Regions from separate parts of the Mus musculus genome. Here region 2 is linked to region 1. Evidence: chromatin contacts called from public Hi-C data. All regions are on one chromosome and are shown on one strand. Each heading gives the region's core, a stretch centred on a gene start, on an enhancer-like site or on the middle of the called end of the contact. The rest is flanking DNA. Distances are from core to core; before and after follow the strand shown.

What was found. A called contact is a pair of places that touch in the nucleus more often than the background predicts.
Region 2: a Hi-C map of the N1E-115 cell line shows a contact between it and region 1, with 4 times the contacts expected there. The contact joins two enhancer-like sites. A contact is called at or near these places in 1 of 39 promoter capture datasets (hippocampal neurons), 1 of 484 Hi-C or Micro-C datasets (the N1E-115 cell line) and 1 of 9 other capture datasets (embryonic trunk).

Annotation. Positions count from the first base shown.
Region 1 is chr14:22,047,623-22,050,322 of GRCm38.p6, forward strand. The region is part of intron 2 of Lrmda (leucine rich melanocyte differentiation associated); the gene reads left to right. Gm41107 (a long non-coding RNA gene) reads left to right here. Exons shown (of 2, transcript XR_874399.2): 2 at 1-2,700. Among named protein-coding and RNA genes, the nearest start is that of Gm41107, 18 kb to the left of the region's middle. Within about 2 kb of position 1,274, at least 15 of the 459 cell types and tissues checked have an H3K27ac peak or open chromatin away from gene starts, as enhancers often do. A contact at or near this core is called in the N1E-115 cell line, where this site is marked.
Region 2 is chr14:22,782,830-22,785,529 of GRCm38.p6, forward strand. The region is part of intron 5 of Lrmda (leucine rich melanocyte differentiation associated); the gene reads left to right. All of the region lies in intron 1 of Gm30926 (a long non-coding RNA gene), which reads right to left. Among named protein-coding and RNA genes, the nearest start is that of Gm30926, 17 kb to the right of the region's middle. Within about 2 kb of position 1,317, at least 60 of the 459 cell types and tissues checked have an H3K27ac peak or open chromatin away from gene starts, as enhancers often do. A contact at or near this core is called in the N1E-115 cell line, where this site is marked.

The DNA of each region.
Region 1 (2,700 bases), core at 24-2,523:
GCTTCAACATCAAGCAATTATTCTGAGTGGAATAGATCCACAGCAAGGCCTGTAATTCTGCTAGTCCTGGGAGGACCTTTCCCAGGAAGGCCTCAAGCCCTCAAGGCTTGCCTATCCTTCCTTTCTCATTTCAGCTCGTCGTGACTCAGTACAAAGCTTACCCCTTTCAAGTCACAAAAGCACACAGTGAACCAGGGAGTTGTTGGGAGGATAGAGTTGGTATTTTTCTGAGGAAACTCTGGAAAACCCATTTTCTTTCTTCACTTTCCCCTCCCTCCCCTGAGTGTTCCCCTCCTTCTTTTCAGATTCTACGTGTGGCAGACATTTTCTGACTGACCCTTAAATTCTCTGTTTTGGAGGGGATTTTAATTTTGCTTTTAAAATTAAAACAAGGTTTACCTGATGCTGTTAAGGCGGGCCAGAGAGAAAGGGAGGGAAACAGACTTTCCAAGAGAGTTCACAAGCTGAACCAAAGGCCCTTTTCTACATTAGCCAGGATGCTTTTGCCACGTCGGGAGAGGGCTGTTTTATTTCACTGGAGGCCCAGGGTTCACAGAAGCAGGGTACCAGAGCACGGAGAGTGGGCATGTGTGGCTGCACACATCTCTTGTTCACCTTCTAAAAATGGGCAAGGCATGCACGTCCACCTCGTGTTTATCTACACACACATCTGTGCGCACAGACACAGGCCAGACCCGTGCGCAGACGTCCTTTGCTGAGCACACTGAAGGACATCAGAAGACCATTTTTTCCCCCAGTCCCTCTTTCTGCTTTTCACGGCCAGCTGTCATAGAGAGTCTGAAACAGACACACAATTTATTGGGTAGTGTTTAGAAACCTGTCGGTGGTAACGACTGTAGCTCTGATTTCAATTAACACCCACTAAATTTAGGCAAACTCCGCGCATGTGTGGACCTGTTGAATGCACTTTGCATCACGTTGCAAAAAAAATCTGTAGTGGCAATATTTTAGAAAAAGATGGAGCCTACGTGGTCAAGTGGCTTGTCTGTCCCTTCCCTGACCTGGCACCTGGTGGCAGCTCTTCTGTGTAATGCAGGCTTTGAGAGTCTGGTTTGGGTGTTTGCAAAACAACTTCTCAATTGCTGAGAGCCCAGCTAAAGTTTTAGCATCCAATCTGGCTTACGGAAATACTTCCTTACAGTTCATAATTCACCATTTCTCACGCCATGCTCAATCCCCTTTTCTGGCTATTTGGGTGAAAACAGCTGGGGAAGGGCCACATTTTATGATTAAGGCACTAAAAGATTAGCTGTAGGCGCTGCCCCATCTCTGGGGCTATGGAACTCTGGCTGCTGACAGCAGATCTGTTTTGAATCGGACTCAGATTAAAGTGAGTGAAAATCATTTGGGGGCTGAGGGCTCGAAAGGTCACACATGTAATGAATTGTGGGTGCTTGCCTGGCTTCCCAGGCGAGAACCGTAAGCAATTATTAAATGCCATTGTGTGTCAGGAAGGGTTGGTTGGTGGTGACTTTGAAGCCTTCCAGAAGGGAGCCTGGGAGATTGCAAGAAGTGGTAATGAGGCCTTCACCGAGAGGGACTTGGGGGGTGGGGTGCGTGTGCTGCAGCTCTACTTGGGCAGGAAAATTTTATTGCATTCTCATCTTTGGCTTGCTTGTATCTGTATCAATGAATGTAGCAACTGTGGAGGGATGGGTTTTGGGGGCAGGGTTTGTTGATGGTACCTTTCTCCTTTGCCTGGGTGAATTCCTTCCATGGCTCTCTGCTGGAGGACTAGGTGTTTTTGTCCCTGCCTTGAGCTGTCCTGCAAACGTTAATATGCACTTATCAACTACTTCTTTATTAAGGCCATCTCTACCTATCCTGGGCAGCTGTGGAGTTGTGCAGCTGTGAGGGACTGATAAGGTCTGAGGGTCATTCTCTCTTCCAGGCAAAGAGGTGTCTTGGCCTTGGTTGAACAAGGCTGTGTTCTGTTGTCCAATGTATTTAAATCCTGGCCCAATGTTTCTACCATATAAGTTCCTGGTTGAGAAACACACACACACTTTATATTTACAATAAGCCTTAAACAGCAAAATAGTTGGGCAGATACCACCCTTTGTGTTGTTGGAATGTATTTTCCTATCTATAACCCTGAGTTATTATTTACTGTGTTTCATCTGGGCTGCTCTTAACTCCAATTGGTCAGCCCTTAGAGCCAAGTTCTCTTGACTCCTACCCAATGGTGGCTTCTCTTCCTTTTCCTCCGCTGCTTCCCCCTCATGGTTCTCCTCTGACCTTAAACCTGGGCAACCTAAACCCCGCCTATGTCTCTTCTGCCCAGCTATTGGCTGTTGGCATCTTTATCTACCAATCAGAAATAACTTGGGGGCATGGTCTCAGGGACCACGTGCAGACTCCAGGTCTTTGGGGGCCGCACTTAGCATTATAATAGACAATAAACTCTCAATAGTGTCCACTTTCTGTTCTCCTTTGCTGATTTCAATCTCAGGTGGGGTAGCCTGGTACTGTGGAAAGCTTCCAGAAAATTCCATCCTAGAAAGGGGTTCCCACGGAATGACCCCTTTGACTCACTTAGAAGCCATTCTCTCAGGAGTCCCTGTTTTAGCTTGTGCAAAACCTTGATGTAAATCTCAGAAAGTAAAAGGGGAGGTAGGAGGCTGGAGACCTAAAAGATTCCCTTTACTTGGCCATCGTGTTTGTTCTTTTGGTGCCTGG
Region 2 (2,700 bases), core at 67-2,566, 740 kb after region 1:
GTCTTTGCCCATGATTTTGTCTCTCCCTATGATACTGAACCCATCACTAGCAAAGAAATTTAATGCAATGATTTCTCCAAAAGCCATCGAACCCCATTGTAGCCCTGCCTGAACATATAAATATACCCTTCCTGAGGACATATTTGCATTTTTGGGTGAAAGAAATCCATATATATGGCAAAGATGTCTCTGTAATTATAGAAAGTTTATTTCTGTCCCCAGATGTCAGCAATCAAATTCCCCATAAATATATTTTGTGTAAATCTGTCGGCAGCTGGTCTCCATTCAGTTTTCTGGAGATATTAGCCTGTCTTTGAGTTTATGACAAAGTTAAAAATTATTCATTAAACTGACCTGCAGTATATTCAGTAACTGGAAAATTGCCTTGCCGTTCTATTTGGTTTGTAGATGTGATCACAAGTAAATTTTTAACTTAATTAATTGGCCGTTTCTGTTGACAAGAAATTTATGTGGTAATAATTTGCTCGAAATAGATGCCGACTGTAGGAAATGAGATATCCATCATGGGCTTGTGTTCCAGCAGCTGCACAGTGGCTATTATGAAAGTATTTCAGCCTGCGTCGACCCCAGTGTTTGTGCAGTCAAGATTATATATACCCACGATCCATGGCCTGCCAGAGAGGCGCTGGTGGAGGTCTATGATAACAAAGACTCCGTGATTTATGGCTTGCTGTGAAAGCAGAGCTTGATGAGATTAAACAATTTCATAGCACAAGTGTTTCTCAAGACCTGATTTGTAGTTGCAAGCTGATGGTAAATCACATTTATATATCTGCAAGCGTGCTCAGCAGAGGACTGCAATTACAGTTTAAGACAGCTACTTTTTATTTAATTTTTATCCTGGTTTTGTCTCTTTTATATCCCCCTTCGTCTGCAAACCGTTCACCTTCACAAGTCCTTTCGTGGTTAGGAGGCCAAAGATTGAAGTCAGTGATCTTCTTCTTGTCCTCTTGCCAGCTGGGAGGGAGGGGGGGTGGAGTTCTCAGAGCAGTGCGGACTGGCTCAAACTGGCTTTGACTGGTGTGAGCTCTTTGTTCTATTCTGTGTCCTGTTTGCCTTCCTCAGGGTGTATAGCAGACACTTGTGCTACTTGGCACACAGATGGAGGCCAGAAGCCGTCCTCATCCTGGTTGGGAGGGCATCATCTTGTACATGATGTCTGGGAAAGATGGGGATTGCTTTCATTTTGGAAGTCAGAGTGCAGTGTAGTAGGGGAATGAGGAAGCTCACAGCTGGCTCCCCTTGAATGTGACATTGGAACTGTGCTTTTCATGCAGACCCCTGAGGACTAAACTCTGGAACCAGTCCACTTAGTCACTTAGTGATCTAAAAAAAATGATCTACTGTGGCCTCATCTCTGTGCTAAGTAAGCAATAGGACAAACATCTCTGCCTTCCTCACAATACATGGGTGTGTGTGTGTGTGGCTAATAATAATAATGACAATGATAATAACATAGTCTTAAATGGTTGGTGCTTACATTACTGGAGGTTGGAAGGGAAGAAAACAGCATCACTCCTAGCTGAGGAGGCAGAGAGAATGAACAAGGCAGGGACTTACAAAGTAGATTGTAATTTAAGTAGTGGGAAGAGAGTTCTGGACATTGCAATGGTTTGTATAGTCGAAGACGTGGGCTCAACTATGATAATTGTATCACTGGATAATTGTAACAACGGTATAATAATAGCAGTACACATTTCCAGTACATCATCTTACTTACTCTTGGAAACCCAGACCTTGAACATTCTTGTGATCTTTGATTCTCGAATGTTTTGTTGTCTTTCACCATGGAATGGTGAAACGAGCAAGAAAGCATTGTGCCTCTAGGCCATCAGTCAAAGCTCGAAGAGCTCTGGCTGTTCACATGGGCCTGGTATAAACACAGTCACTGGGTAGAGGGACTCAGAGAAAGTCACAGGGACAGGAGGTGATGCGATGAAGAGGGCTGAGATGGGAGTGCACTTTGATGATGGAAAGAAAGAAATGCAGGAGAGACAGGGCAGGGGCAACTCCAAGCATTTCTACTCCTCACAGCATCCAAAAGAAGCAGCTTGATTTCACCTACCAGGACCTGTTTACAAATGGCTAACATTCAAACAGTAAGTCTGTGCTCTTTTAAGACACAGAAGCCATGGCAGTGTGTACAGAAAACCTATACAAGAGCTAGCACATTTTACTGGGCTCCACATTGAGTCTGTAACTGATTTTAGTAGGATAGTGAAGGAGGTGTTTTTGATTTCTGTATTTTCCCAATTCTGTACTAGTTGCAAGGCTGGTAGTATTTCTGCCTATTTTGCTCACAAACCTCTAGTGCCTAGGACAAAACACAAGATGTACTCACATCCATTAGATACGAGTTCGGGGATTAAGTGAATGATTTCATTCTGTCTGTGGAATATGGTTGGCCATTCTCTTCAGGATTCAGCTTCTCCCAAGCCAGACTGCTTATGTCTGAACTGGCCATTTATGAGACACAAAGGAAGAAATGCCTCTCCATTTCTTATGGTCTAAAAACTTATAATATCTCAATGTAGTAAGGAGGTCATTAAAGCCTGGACTGAGAACCTCTAATAGATGTATACTAATGTGTGGCTAATTGTGGTATGTGTATACACATATGCATACATACATGTATGTTTTCATAGATTATATTTTGTCTTGGCAACAAGAAAGTGGGTG